2 separate regions of the Mus musculus genome follow, and region 1 is linked to region 2. Evidence: chromatin contacts called from public HiChIP or PLAC-seq data. All regions are on one chromosome and are shown on one strand. The core of a region is the stretch at or near the end of the contact, and the rest is flanking DNA. Distances in the headings are between cores, read along the strand shown. Region 1 overlaps Arid5a (AT rich interactive domain 5A (MRF1-like)). Region 2 holds the start of Neurl3 (neuralized E3 ubiquitin protein ligase 3).

Region 1 (6,253 bases), core at 1,765-4,264, 52 kb before region 2:
GTCTTTATTGGATTCAGCTGTAGAGAGTGAGAGTACTTTAACATCCTTTTCTTTTTATGTATGTTTTTATTATTTCTATGTGCATCTTGTGTAAACGTGTGAAAAGATTGAACACACCATTTTCCTGGTCTTTGATAATGCAGTTCTGTTTGCCAGATAGTACAATCATTTAATGACCCATGGTGAGGGTACCTCTTTTGTTGTTGTTGTTGTTGTTGTTTTTGTTTTTTTGAGACAGGGTTTCTCTGTGTAGCCTTGGCTGTCCTGGAACTCACTCTGTAGACCAGGCTGGCCTCGAATTCAGAAATCTGCCTGCCTCTGCCTCCCAAGTGCTGGGACTAAAGGCGTGTGCCATCACGCCCGGTGGTACCTCTTTTTTGATTCCAGTATATACTCTAGTATAATTATTGTTATAACACTTTCTGGCCAGTTTTCCTAGCTGTGTTTAGTAGCTATAAGCAGAGGACTAATTTAGAATTCCCCCTACATGGCTTCTTGATAATACAGGCTTGCATATTTCCCCGATGTCCACAAACAAGTGCCCTCGAGCCCCTGGCTCCTCTGGTTGTCTTTTACCTGCCCTGATACATGATTACGACAACTTCAAACACCTTTGTTGAAACCAAGGGCATAGTCCTGGACAGCCCCACAACGCTCAAACAGTGGAGATGAGCGATGAAGGAGGCCCAGTGTGCACTACCAGAGAGGATTTAGCAGGACTGTCAGTCCGAAGGCCTACAAAGTTGACCACAGCAGTAGCCTGTATCTGAATCCCAGAGTTCCTACAGCAATGGGAGGTGCAGACAGAATTCCCAGAAGCTTGCTGCAGCTAGCCAAAGGCAGCAGGAGACAATACAAAAGAGCCCCTGCCTCACGCAGGATGGAAGGCAAAGGCTGGCACCTGACACTGTCCTTGATCCCCACTTGTCTCATGGTCCAGGTGTGCCTACACTCCACATGGGTGTGTGTACATACACACACTGATAACAATGGCAGACAAATCACAAGTCTCATTTTTCTGCTTTAACACATAGGAAAACCATGGATCCTGCCCTAAAGGGAAAGAAAGGTTCCTGAAAGAGAACAACTGCCTGCTTTGTCTCCATGTGTGCAGAGCAGGTCAAGGAATGGGGCATGGCCCATAGTTTTGCAGGAAGAGTGTCGGGTGGATTCTTGCCCTCTCCCAAAGCTAAGGGTTCGGAGTGGGGACTGTCTAAGTCCGAGGTGAAGCAGAGTTGCTCTTCTGGGTCACCATTCTTCTAAGCCTTTTGGGCCCTGCACATGAAAGCGTCCTCTGGGAATTGCCAAAGCAGCAAGTTTCACACTGGTGATGCACACCAGTGGGCACTTGTGCTACTCACAGTGACTATAGACCCCTGTTGCATGGGGTTGTAGCTGGCAGTTGGTCTAATCAGGAGTTGGAAGTGAACACAAAGCTTGGATTGCCCCTAAGAACCAAGTCAGGGCGGGGTGGGGTGGGGTGGTGCAGGGATGCAGATGTGGGTGGAGAAATGGTAGATGCTTTGAGGGCACCTAAGAGGGAAGCCAGAGTTCCTGGGGAAGAGGCTCCAGGATGAAGATGGGGGACGCATGCAAGTGGAGGAGAGAATGGTTTTCAGGCAGATGGAATCCCATGTGTTTCCAGAACTGTTGGGGGTGTGTGACTGCCAGAAGCCTGATGGGGGGACACCCCAGAGCTCAACCCAGGCAGGAACTGCAGAGTGTGGATGCAATGGGGGAGGGGGAGACCAGAAGCCTGAGGAAGGAAGAAGTTTCCAAGCAGACACTGGAGTTTGAATCTGGGGACAGTACAGAGTTGTGGGCCACATCTTAAGTGCAGTGAGCTGATGAGAGCTGGGTATGGCAGGCTTATTTTAACTTGTTCCTAATGCATCCAAGGCCATTAGCCCCATATCAAATGTACAATGATTGGAAGTTCCACCTCTTTAGCCCACCCATCTCTCCCACCTAGTTACCTCTGAAAGAACCATTCCCCCTTCTGTTCACCTCCTTTGCTTCTCCCTTCTCATTTTCCCTCCCCTCTCTATTACATTTATCTGTTTGTTGGGGGGGGCATGCATGCTATGGCGCACATGCAGGTCAGAAGACAACATCCAGTAGTTGTTTCTGTCCTACCACATGAATCCAGGGGTTCAAACTCAATCCGTCAGACTTGGAAGCAAGACCGTAAACCTCTGAGCTCTTTTGAACAGCTTTCCCCTAGAGGTTCCCTCCCTGACTATTACCCAGGCTTTCAACTGTAGCTCCTGGGCAACCCATATCCAAGCCAGGCTTTCTTGATTGGGCTCCCAGTGCAAGCGAGTGATGCTTCCCTATTCTTCATTCCTGTGGGAGGGAAACCACCAGAGCCAGGCTGAGATGTGGCAGTGAGGTCAGGGAACTTGCATCAGACAGCCCATCATCAAGCCCCAGACAATGGTACGGATGTGGCAGGTGAACCTCCACTCCCCTTCCAAGGGCCTTGGCAGACATTACTAATCAATTGCATCACTTTCGCAGTGAGTCAATCCAGAGCTGCAGACAACCACAAAAGTTGGCTTGCCATTCTTGACCCAGACACTATCCAGAAGTCAGAGTCACTGACTCAGAAGGCAAGGTAAAGGGTAGTGGTCAGAACACATGCATGGGTTTCAAAATGCTAAGGTAAAGGACAGGATAAGGCATGGCCAAGCTAGCAAGGGAAGTAGTGACTCACATTCATCAGGACTTAAGTTTACAGAGGGCTTTCTCTAAATACCCTGGCTCTTGGGGTTAAATGACTCACTTCCATACTACAGATGAGACAGAGAAGTCCCAGAGAAAGGGGGGTGCACCTGGTGCCACACAGTATTCTGATCCATGTGGCATACACTTTCTCTGAGCCTTAGCACAGGTAGCTCAAGACCCAGAGTCAGCTTCTCCTCTAACGGGTCACCCAGAGCTGAAACCCATGAGAAGGTGAGAGACAGAGCCCACCCGTGGCCTGCTGCTAGTGGTCTAACCCCTGAGTGGACACAAACTCAGGGAACATTTGCTGACAGGAGACACTCTGGAGATCTCAAATATTACTACTTAAACAGAGCTGCAGGGGTAGCTCATTGGGGCATGTCTTTGGAGGTTATACCTGGTTTGTGTGTTCTCTCCCTCTCCCTCTCCCTGCTCCTGTCCCCTTGCCTCCCCTCCCCCAGTTGTCTACCCTAAGACAAAGAACTTCCAGTGTCTTGTGGTTCTGCCACCCAGTGGCCATGGGCTAAATAAAACCTCTGCTAATGTAGGCAACAACAAATGTGATGGTTTGTATATGCTTGGCTCAGGGAATGGCACTATTCGAAGGTGTGACCCTGTTGGAGTAGGTTTGTCACTGTGGGTATGGGCTGTGAGACTCTCATCCTAGCTGCCTGGAAGCCAGTCTTCTGCTAGCATCCTTCAGATGAAGATGTAGAACTCTCAGCTCCTCCTACACCATGCCTGCCTGGATGCTGCCATGTTCCCACCATGATGATAATGGACTGAATTTCTGAACCTGTAAGCCAGCCCCAATTAAATGTTGTCCTTATAAGAGTTGCCTTGGTTATGGTGTCTGTTCACAGCTGTAAAACTCTAAGACAACAAAACCTCCCATCTCTCAAGTTACTTCTGAAATTATTTGGTTATGATGATCAGCAAAGCAAGTGACACAGGATGCACATTGAGTCCTTCCTCCAGGGCCTAGGGTTTGGCTGTCCCTCATGCTTTGAGCCACTCGGGAATTCTCTTGTCTACATTAGCCTTCATTTCTATTGCTTGCAAGGAAAGGACCCAAGATTGTCACTGGCACACTGGCTGTGGGAAAGTATAGGTCATAATCTATTTGGCTTCTAGCTTCTTGGCCGTTCCTTTCTACCCCAGGGCCCAAGCAGAAAGCCAAGAACCTTAGAGGTAGGAAAGAGCCTCAGGAAAGGTAAGGTCGGGAAGTAGCTGCTCTTTCAAGACACCCACTGGGAGCGCCTCTTCCTTGCTCTCCTTGTATGTCAGAGCCTTTCCTCCTTTGGGGAGTTTCACAGTCAGGGCCAGGTGGCTTCCAGGACTAGAGGCTCCCCACAAAAGGTTGAGCTGCCCCCTGGTAGGATGGGGAGTGTGTTCTGTAGTCATCTGCTCATTAGTGGTCTCTAGATTCAATTCTGCATCACAGAGGACACAGAGACTCACAGGTAGCCAGCCGGCTGTCACACACACACACACACACACACACACACACACACACACACACACACACGGAGGAACAACCCCCAGCGAGTGAGGCCCTAGTCTTGGGAGCTTGTGCTCATATTTGCCCACCTCGATGGTCCTGCCAGATCAGCGATTGCTCTACATTCCTGCCCAGAAGCCCTTTGAAGAGTTGAGCAGCCACATTCTTGGAGCCATTAGCTAAGGAAATTGGTCTTGATCTGTAACCATGAAGAACAGCAGCTGCCACCTAGTGTCTGAGCAGTGTCAAGACTCAAGTGGTGAGAACCAGGGCAGTTGGCTAGGACTGGCTCCCTAATGGTCCGACACAAGAGGAGCTGAAGGACTATGGGCAATAGATGGGCTCCCCCCCCCACCCCCGGTCCTGATTCGGAAGGTCATCCTTTGTGGCCAGAAATAACGGCTATTCAAGAGAAAATGTTTCAAATATTGTTAATTCTTTTTTTTAAAAAACACCAAATGATATAGCTCAGTGTTGGATACTTGCCCAGCATACCCAAGGCTCTGGGTTCCATCCAGCACACTAGAAAACAAACACATCTAAACATGCCAGGCAGCCTCTGCTCTTGATTTAAAATTCCTTTAAAGCCATGAAGTTTTTCATTGCCTCTGGCCTTCTCTAATGTCTATTCTGCCAGTCTAAGGCTCTGGCCAGCCCAGCAACTTCATGTGGAAGGTAACCTTTGCTTCTTGCCTCCTGTGCTGTGTTTTTTGCTGAGGCCCCATCACCTCCTTTCCTGTGCCTACACACCTTACCCTGGCGGCTGTGCCCACCCAGCATGCCCGCTGCCCTTGTTTCAAAGTCCCCCATGCCTGAGCTCTGTTGACCCCTTCTTGCTCTAGCTCATCCAGCAACCAATAGCTGCTGATTCAGCCAAGCCTCTCATGTGCACCCACCCCATCAAGTCCCCACAGCACACCAAGATCTGCAGTCTAGAGATCTTACCCACTGTTCCCAACTCCCTCCCCCCATCCCCACTTCATTCCCTGGTTCTCTGTTGATGCCCTTCATGCAGCCACTTCGGCTCCCACTGGAGTGGTGCTTAGTTGTCCCTTGCCTTGAGATTGTGTCCAGCCGGCCTCCTAGGTGCAATGATACTCACGCTGCTAAGGTCAAGTGGAAACCCGAGCTCTTGTGCCCTGGCTGTGCCCTTGGACGGCTTTGCTCTACTGTGATCACTGCCTAGCTCGCTTCCCTTCTCCAAGCCCAGCCCCCACACTCACTCTGCTCACAGTATAAACAGACACGCTGGCCAGATGTGTCCGCAGCATCTCCAGACCTGTGTCCAGATGTTGACTCTGCCATCTCCAAGGATACGTTCCCTACTCTGTTCTAGTCTCCAGTGTCCACACCTACCACTTGCCAGAGTCCAGGGCTGGGATGCAGCAAGTGATCAGAGCTTGCTGAGCATAAAAAATGTCCAGGGTTCCATCCCTAGCACCATAAAGCAAACAACCAAATCTGGGAGCCAGGACTCTCTTCCATCTTTCTTTATTTCACATAAAAGCCCAACTGCCTCCTGGACTAGAAGGTTCTAAATGCAGCCTAAGTCATCTCTGGCTTCCTCCGTCCCTGCCCAACAGCCCCCCTGGCTCCTGGCCCCACTCTCTCGCCACTCCCTCGGGGACTTGCTGCTGTTTCTCCATCACCTCCTGTAGCCATTCGCAAGGTCTTCAAAGGAAAATTCCCAGCCATTCGGTTTAAAACTCTGATGGTTGCTGGGCGAGGTGGTTGCTGGGCATGGTGGTGCATATCTTTAATCCAAGTAGAGGCAGAGGGTGGACCTCTATTAGAGACCAGCCTGGTCTACAGAGTAAGTTCCAGGTCAGCCAGGGCTACACAGAGAAATCCTGTCTTAAAAAGAAGCCAAGAAAACCAACCAACCAAACAACTATGGCGGTGGTGATACTTGCCTCGTGTGGGAGATGCACATGTAATGCTAACCAATGCCACCTAAGACAGTTACAGGGGCAGCATGCTTTGACACCCAAGGCAAACAAAGGTATTTCCCACTGAATGCCCAAC
Region 2 (7,210 bases), core at 4,545-7,044:
TACACTTCTAGAGAGACCCAGTCCTGACTTCTGCATTAGAATGGTGTACCTAAACTTTGTGTGAATAGAAGTGTGTTTGTGTGTGTGTGTGTGTGTGTGTGTGTGTTTAGCAATATGCACATGGAGGCGTGGGTGTGTCTGTGTGATGTTCTGCATCTTCAGTGACATTTACTTCATAGTCTTGAGGCAACAAGCAGTGTTTTGTATAATAGTACAGTGGTCCCTTGATATCCATGGAGACTACTTCTAGTACCCATATGGGTACCAAAACTGATGATGCTCAACTATGACCATCACTTTCAGATTATTTTTTCTTTTTGAAACAAAATCTCGGGCTGGTGAGATGGTTCAGCGGGTGTATTAGTCAGGGTTCTCTAGAGTCACAGAACTTATGGATAGTCTCTAGATAGTAAAGGAATTTATTGATGACTTACAGTCGGCAGCCCAATTCCCAACAATTGTTCAGTCACAGTTGTGAATGGAAGTCCAAGGATCTAGCAGTTACTCAGTCTCACGCAGCAAGCAGGCGAAGGAGCAAGAGCTAGACTCCCTTCTTCCAATGTCCTTATATTGTCTCCAGCAGGTGTAGCCCAGATTAAAGGTGTGTTCCACCACACCCTTAATCCCAGATGAAAAGGTGTAGCCCAGATTAAAGGTGTGTTCCTTAAACTCCGAGATTTAATCTTCTGGAATCCATCGCCACTATGGCTCAAGATCTCCATACCAAGATCCAGATAAGGATCTCCAAGCCTCCAGATAAGGGTCACTGGTGAGCCTTCCAATTCTGGATTGTAGTTCATTCCAAATATAGTCAAGTTGATAACCAGGAATAGCCACTAGAGTGGGTAAGAGCACTGACTGCTCTTCTGAAGGTCCTGAGTTCAAAACCCAGCAACTACATGGTGGCTCACAACCACCCATCATGAAATCTGACACCCTCTACTGGTGCATCTGAAGACAGCTACAGTGTACTTAGATAAAATAATAAATAAATCTTTTTAAAAAATCCTTGGGCTGGTGAGATGGCTCAGTGGTTAAGAGCGCCGACTGCTCTTCCAAAGGTCCCCAGTTCAAATCCCAGCAACCACATGGTGCCTCACAACCATCTGTAACGAAATCTGATGCCCTCTTCTGGAGTGTCTGAAGACAGCTACAGTGTAGTTACATTAATAAATAAATAAATATTTAAAAAAATAGATAAATAAATATTAAAAAATCCTTGCTAGCCACTACTGTGCCCCTGGCCTCAGCTGTTCCTGCAGCTTGCATTCTGGCACTGCAGACCCTCTCCTCCACCTCCACCTCCTCCATCCTTTGTGATAACCTCTGGGCAGGGGCCACCGCCCATAGGTGAGGGTATGTTAGTGTAACATAGTAGGGATCCTAGGACACTGATGGTTGGACTGCCCTCCAGTATCCCAGTATCTCAGTTCAGGCAGGACTCCTGCCTGTGCTGGACTACAGACTGGCCTGGGTCCCCAAGCAGTCTCAGCTTCACAGAGGAGTCACCTATGTGGTGGTCCACACAAGTGCACTATGTAATGATAGAGACTGGACATGTGGAGGGATGACTGCCACTGAGGGGGGCCCCATGAGGTGACAAGAAGACTCTGAATAGGGGGAGACGGGAAGTTTGGGGATAACAGGAGGAGGTGTGGAGGCCTCTGAAGCTTCTCTGGCAATTGCTGACCCCATCCTGGGCTTGCAGGCTCACAGGGCCTCAATTGCATCCTGCAATACTGACTATAGACAGCAGAGGGCGCCCCGATCACCGCTGCATTTCCTTAGGCAGGCCTATTCGACCAGTCTTACAGATCCTGTCCTGTCTTGGAAACAGGACTTCCAAGGCACCAGCTTGATGATAGCATCCAATGGACACTTAGACGACCTATCAGAGGCTATTTGTAAAACTCCTACTATGTGCCAGCCCAGTCAGCTAAATATCTACAAAGAGCCAGTGAGGCATCAAAGCAGCAAAGCCACATGGCGGAGACGGCAGAAGCTTTTCTCCTTCTTTCTCCTTCTCCTTCTCCTTCTCCTTCTCCTTCTCCTTCTCCTTCTCCTTCTCCTTCTCCTTCTCCTTCTCCTTCTCCTTCTCCTTCTCCTTCTCCTTCTCCTTCTCCTTCTCTTTTTTTATGTGTATGGGTGTGTGGGTCAGAGGACGACGTCTGGAATCGGTTCTCACCTACCTTAGTGTGGGTTCCAGAGATCTCACTCAGGTTGCCAGGGTCCTGTGGCAAGCAAGCACCTTCACCCACTGAGCCATCTTCCTGGAACAGTTTGTGCATCTTGTGCCTCAGTTTCCTCTTTTGTGAAATGGGAGTGGTTACAAATAGACTCTTTCTAAGGACTTGCCTCAAGGACTGTTGAGTTAGTATAGTACTGAACTTATAGCAACAATGTCTAGGAGAATATCATGGCTAGGACCCTTGGTACACAAGACACAAATAAGACAGGGGGTGCACACATTTCTGATCACTGTACAAAGCAATGGCTTCTCTATGCCATCAACACACACATCTGCCATGTGCTTTGGTCATGTTTAACTCACACTGCCTTCTGTTCCCTTCCCTCGAAGCCCCCCCCTTTTCCAAAGACTTCCTTCTAGCTGAGCATGGTGGCTCACACCTTTGACCCCAGAAATGTGGAGCCTGAGGCAGGGGGATTGCTCTGAATTCCAAACCAGCCTGGAATAAAGAGTGAAATCTGTCTCAAGGCAACGAAGCATCACCCACAAGGAGTCCCTTATATTGTCTCCCTTCCTTCCTCCATCACTAGGAGGGATGGAACCTAGACCTGGTGCATGCTGGGTAAGCTCTCTATCGGTGACACATCTCCTAGCAGTACACACCTTACTTTCTAAATTTGCATTCTATATATGAGAGAAAACTGATGACGTTTGTCTTTCTGAGTCCGGCTTGTTTTGCTTAACGCGATGATCGATGATCTCCAGCTCTGATCGTTTCCCTGAGAATGGTAACTCCTTTCTTTATGGCTGAGTGAAACTGCATTTCCCTTATCTGCCTATGTGCACCTTGGCTGATTGCACAACTCGGCTGGTGTGAAGAGTTCCCAGGCACCTCTGTTGTAAAGTGCATTCATTTAGTATGGATGTGAATTTAATGATATGTGGAGCCTTCCAGAAATAAAAACCCAGAGAGGGGATGGGCAGACAAGGATCTACCCCAAGTGGAGAGGTTCTTGGTAGTTACCGTCTGCTGAGGGAGGGGGAGTCATCTTTGTTCAGGGTGTAACCACTAGAAAGTCGCCTGTGAGCCATTCAGTAACCCTGCACACATGCACATGTCTGCAGGCAAGTGAAACTAAACTTAGTGGGCCATAAAAAACAAAACAGGAATGAAAGCTGGAGAGAGACCTGTAAGGAAGAAGAATGAGTCGAGTCCATATGGGGTAGGAGGGGACAAGAGGAACAGGGTTGTCATGGAGATGGTTTGGTTGTTCAGAGCACTTTACTGATCCTCCAGAGGACCCGCGTTGTCTGGGCTCACAACTGCCTGTATGTCCAGTCCCAAGGCAATCCAAAGGTTCCGGCTTCCAAGGACTGCCACACTCAGGGGCACAGAGCTACAGCCAGACACATACAATATATAGGATTAAAATAATAAGAATAAAATTTAAGATTAAAACCCTCACCATATATGTGTATGAGACTGTCAAAGAATAAAACATAAAAGTATTTTCAAAGAAGGAAAATGCCACTGGGGGTGTAGCTAAGTTGGCAGGGTGCTTGCCTAGCAGGCATGAAGCTTGTGTGTGTGTGTGGTGTGTATGATTTGTTTAGTGGGTGTGGACATACATGTGCCACGACATGTGTGAAGGTCAGAGGGCAGCTGTCAGTCTTCTCCATATACCATGTGGGTCCCTGGGTCAGACTTAGCAGCAGGTCAGGGCCATCTCACCAGCACTGAAGGGTGGAGGCAGAAGTTGAGCCCACGAGTGACTGTCAATTATAGTGAAGGTACTGGGGCAGAGGTGAGTGTGAAGGGATGGTGATGAACAGGGCGGGGCCTAGCAGGAACAGTCTGATCCAGTTCTCCCCCGCCCTGATGTCCACGGTAAGCAGGGCTTGAGGAGCTTGGGGCTGGCTTCATGGGAGAAAGGTGGGGGGCCTTCCTGTTTCTGCAACCCCCCAAATGTAGGGAGCCTGTTTAGAACGGCACATCCTGAATCCAGTCAGTGGGGTAGCTAAATTCACTTGGATGTGGGTGTCTTTGGCCTTGCCTTTGCCTTGCTGGCTGCTAGCCCGAGCAGGCTACAGGTCCTGTCTGGGGACCATACCACCTGCCTGCTGGTCTGCAGCTAGCCCAGTCATTTTCTAGAAAGGCTAAAACTGCAGAGCAGGCACCCTGATTGGGCACCACACACCTCTGTTAGGGGGATGTGGCTAATCAACAAGGATCTCTTGGCTCCAGCCCTGAGCAACCCAGCAAGGGAGGAGCATCCACAAGTGTCCAGAGACTGGTGTGCCTGCCAGGAGGTGCCAGGAGCCTGAACCTCTTAGACTGAGCCAGCCGGGGCATCGGGGGAACTGCAACCTTTAGAAGCCACAGGACTCCGGCCCAGGTGACTGGCACTGGCTCTAGAGCAGCTACCTGTGGTCTTGGCAGAAGTTATACATCTAGTGCAGTGACAAAGGGCGCTCAGCAAGGGTGTGGCCGGAAAAAGAAAGTCCAGGGGTTACAGCAATGTCTAAGGTAACCAGGGCTACACTGATAACACTCACCTTCCCCTGGCCACTTCTTCTCACTTAGGCACCACATGCTGGCTGGAAAAGGTCCCCAAACCAGAACATCAGACCTCAAGAAGAGGAAGGGATCTGCATAAGGTAATACAGCAGACACAACCTGGGTCTCCAGCCCTCTATTTCCCTCCTCAGTCGAACCGCCCCCGCCCCCCCCCCGCCCCCCCCGTCCTGTCTAGCTCACTGTCATTTCCAGGTGCTCCTGTTCCTTTCTTTCTTTTTTTTTTTTTAAAGATTTATTTATTATATGTAAGTACACTGTAGCTGTCTTCAGACACTCCAGAAGAGGGCATCAGATTTCGTTACAGATGGTTGTGAGGCACCATGTGGTTGCTGGGATTTGAACTCCGGACCTTCGGAAGAGCAGTCGGCGCTCTTAACCACTGAGCCATCTCGCCAGCCCCCCCCCCTCCCCGTTCCTTTCTTAAAGGGGCCACAGAAGTCACAGAATTGTGGCTTTGATCTGGAATCTCAAGAAAGACCTAATCTGGCGGGGAGGGGGGGTGGGGTGGGGGTGGGGTTGTAAGCCCCCAAACCAACCTTGCCACTGGGCGGCCTCACCTTCACAGGTCCTAGGATTTAGCTCAATCAGTTAACCTTCAGCAGCGCTGCGCACCTTCTCTATGTGGGGTTGGACACCATGCCGGCTGCTAATCAAAGTTCCTGCATGCTCTTGAAACTCCCAATGCCCAGATCTCATCCCAGACCAGGACCACCAAAGTCTTTGTTGGGGAGAGTGGGGGAGGGCGTGGCGGCGGCACGGGTGTTTACTAACATGCGATTATAATTCACAGACAAGGGCTGCTTAGAAGTCAAACAGAAAACCGTCTGCTGCAGCCACAGTTACAGCCCCTGCTTCCCTTCTTATCTCAGACCAGCCTGCTGCAGCAGCAGTCCACTGTGAGCCACGAGAGGTCATGGGGAAAGTCCCGGATATCGTCATGCGTGACAGCATCTAATTAATCAACAACTCTGTAACGTGAGCTCCAGCCTATAAAAGGGGAACCTTCCGGAGTCTTGTAACCCTGACCACTGGCCTTCACAGACATCTTCAGACCCAGGGACTTGTGCCCCAGGAGGAGCTCAGGCTGATGGGTTCTCTCCTCAGCCCTGAGGCCAGTAAGTAGATTTCCCGTATGCCTTGAGCTGGCTTCTGGAGTCCTGACTGCATGGAGTACAGGTGGGAGGTCTGGAAAGGGGAGATCAGAGACTTCATTGGCTCCTAGAGTGGGTTTCTCCATGGTCTGGGCTGCGCGAGGGCGAGAGCTTCCTGCCTTCCCAGGAACCCAGCAGAAGCGGGGTGTCTGGTCCAAGATGGCTGCGGAGATACACACCCCTCCTTCCCACCCACTACCTGTAAGCAGTCTTTATCTAGGAACTGGATAAGGGAGAATCAAGGCTGGGGTGGGGAAAAGGGGAGAGCTTAGGAGGCCGGTGGAAAAACGAGGGATTTCAGCCTTGCCAAATTGTCGGTGGCAATGTGGACAAGTCATTTTTGTCCCTGGACTCTTGGTTTTTTTCTCGTCTGAAGGTTGGGACTATGCCACCACCCTGCTGTCCTTTAGGACTCCAAATGTAGATATCTAAATAGTAATGAGATAAGAAGTTTCTCTGAGACACCAGTACCTGTGGTCACGTGTCCCCTTAGCAGAGGGGCCTGGTGAGTGAGCAGGAAATAGCATGCCACCCCTTAGAACAGAGACGGGGACCAGGCACCCTAGACCTGCCCCCCCAAGCCAATCAGTGCCCCTGTGTAGGGCCCTTGGCAAGCACCCAAGGCTTGCTCACAGTGGGCGGCCACGCCCAGAGCCACCTCTGCTGTGGCAGCTGTGTTTGGATTCAAGGCAGGGCAGTAACAATGCCAAAAGGGATGGGGTATAACAGGTACAGATGTGGGGGGGGGGGAGTGGGAGAGGGAGAGGAGGGAGGAGGGAGTGGGAGAGGGAGAGGGACTGAAACTGTGTAGCTGAGCCCACAGTCTCCTTGGGGCTGGGAGGACAGGAAGGGACCTTTCTTGAGCTTCCCCAAGCTCTGCATGCTGGGGTGCAGAGGGGAGAACAGGATTCTGCAAAGGGCTGACTGGGTGCCTGGCATCCCAAAGACCTTGATGCTGAAGGTGCTGGCAGTTAGGAGGCCATCACGGAGCAGGTGGCTGAGCATCCATCACTAAAATCCCCAGAGCCTTGCAGCAGAGACTATAATTTGTCTTCATCTGCCCAGGCCTGGAGATGACCCTACAGACATGGCTGGCCTGTCCCAACTTCCTAGCAGTCTAGATCCAGGCCAGCCTCCGTCAGTGGGTAGCACAAAGGTGGGGGTCACTGGAGAAGGACTACCTCTCTATTGTATGGAACCTCAGGACCTGGCTTAAAAATGGGGTCTAGAACAGGAATTCTCTAGTTCTTGATAGACAGTACTCTGAACCCTGTGCCAACCCTGCCAACCAGG

The links. HiChIP or PLAC-seq counts read pairs in DNA pulled down with a chosen protein or histone mark.
Region 1: a CTCF HiChIP or PLAC-seq map of CD8 T cells shows a contact between it and region 2, with 7 read pairs. The contact joins the enhancer-like site here to the promoter of Neurl3 in region 2. A contact is called at or near these places in 1 of 39 promoter capture datasets (macrophages), 4 of 15 datasets of contacts at CTCF or cohesin (CD8 T cells, embryonic stem cells, large pre-B cells and 1 more), 7 of 484 Hi-C or Micro-C datasets (the 63-12 cell line, B cells, CD8 T cells and 4 more), 6 of 115 datasets of contacts at active chromatin or transcription factors (CD8 T cells, the HPC-7 cell line, embryonic stem cells and 3 more) and 3 of 9 other capture datasets (adipose tissue, liver and pancreatic islet).

Annotation. Positions count from the first base shown.
Region 1 is chr1:36,322,427-36,328,679 of GRCm38.p6, reverse strand. It overlaps Arid5a (AT rich interactive domain 5A (MRF1-like)), which reads right to left. Exons shown (of 7, transcript NM_001172205.1): 7 at 4,651-6,253. Among named protein-coding and RNA genes, the nearest start is that of Arid5a, 18 kb to the right of the region's middle. Within about 2 kb of position 3,014, at least 76 of the 459 cell types and tissues checked have an H3K27ac peak or open chromatin away from gene starts, as enhancers often do. A contact at or near this core is called in the 63-12 cell line, CD8 T cells, Th1 cells and 2 more, where this site is marked.
Region 2 is chr1:36,272,009-36,279,218 of GRCm38.p6, reverse strand. Neurl3 (neuralized E3 ubiquitin protein ligase 3) reads left to right here and starts at 5,794. Exons shown (of 4, transcript NM_153408.2): 1 at 5,794-5,881. The coding sequence starts at 5,854.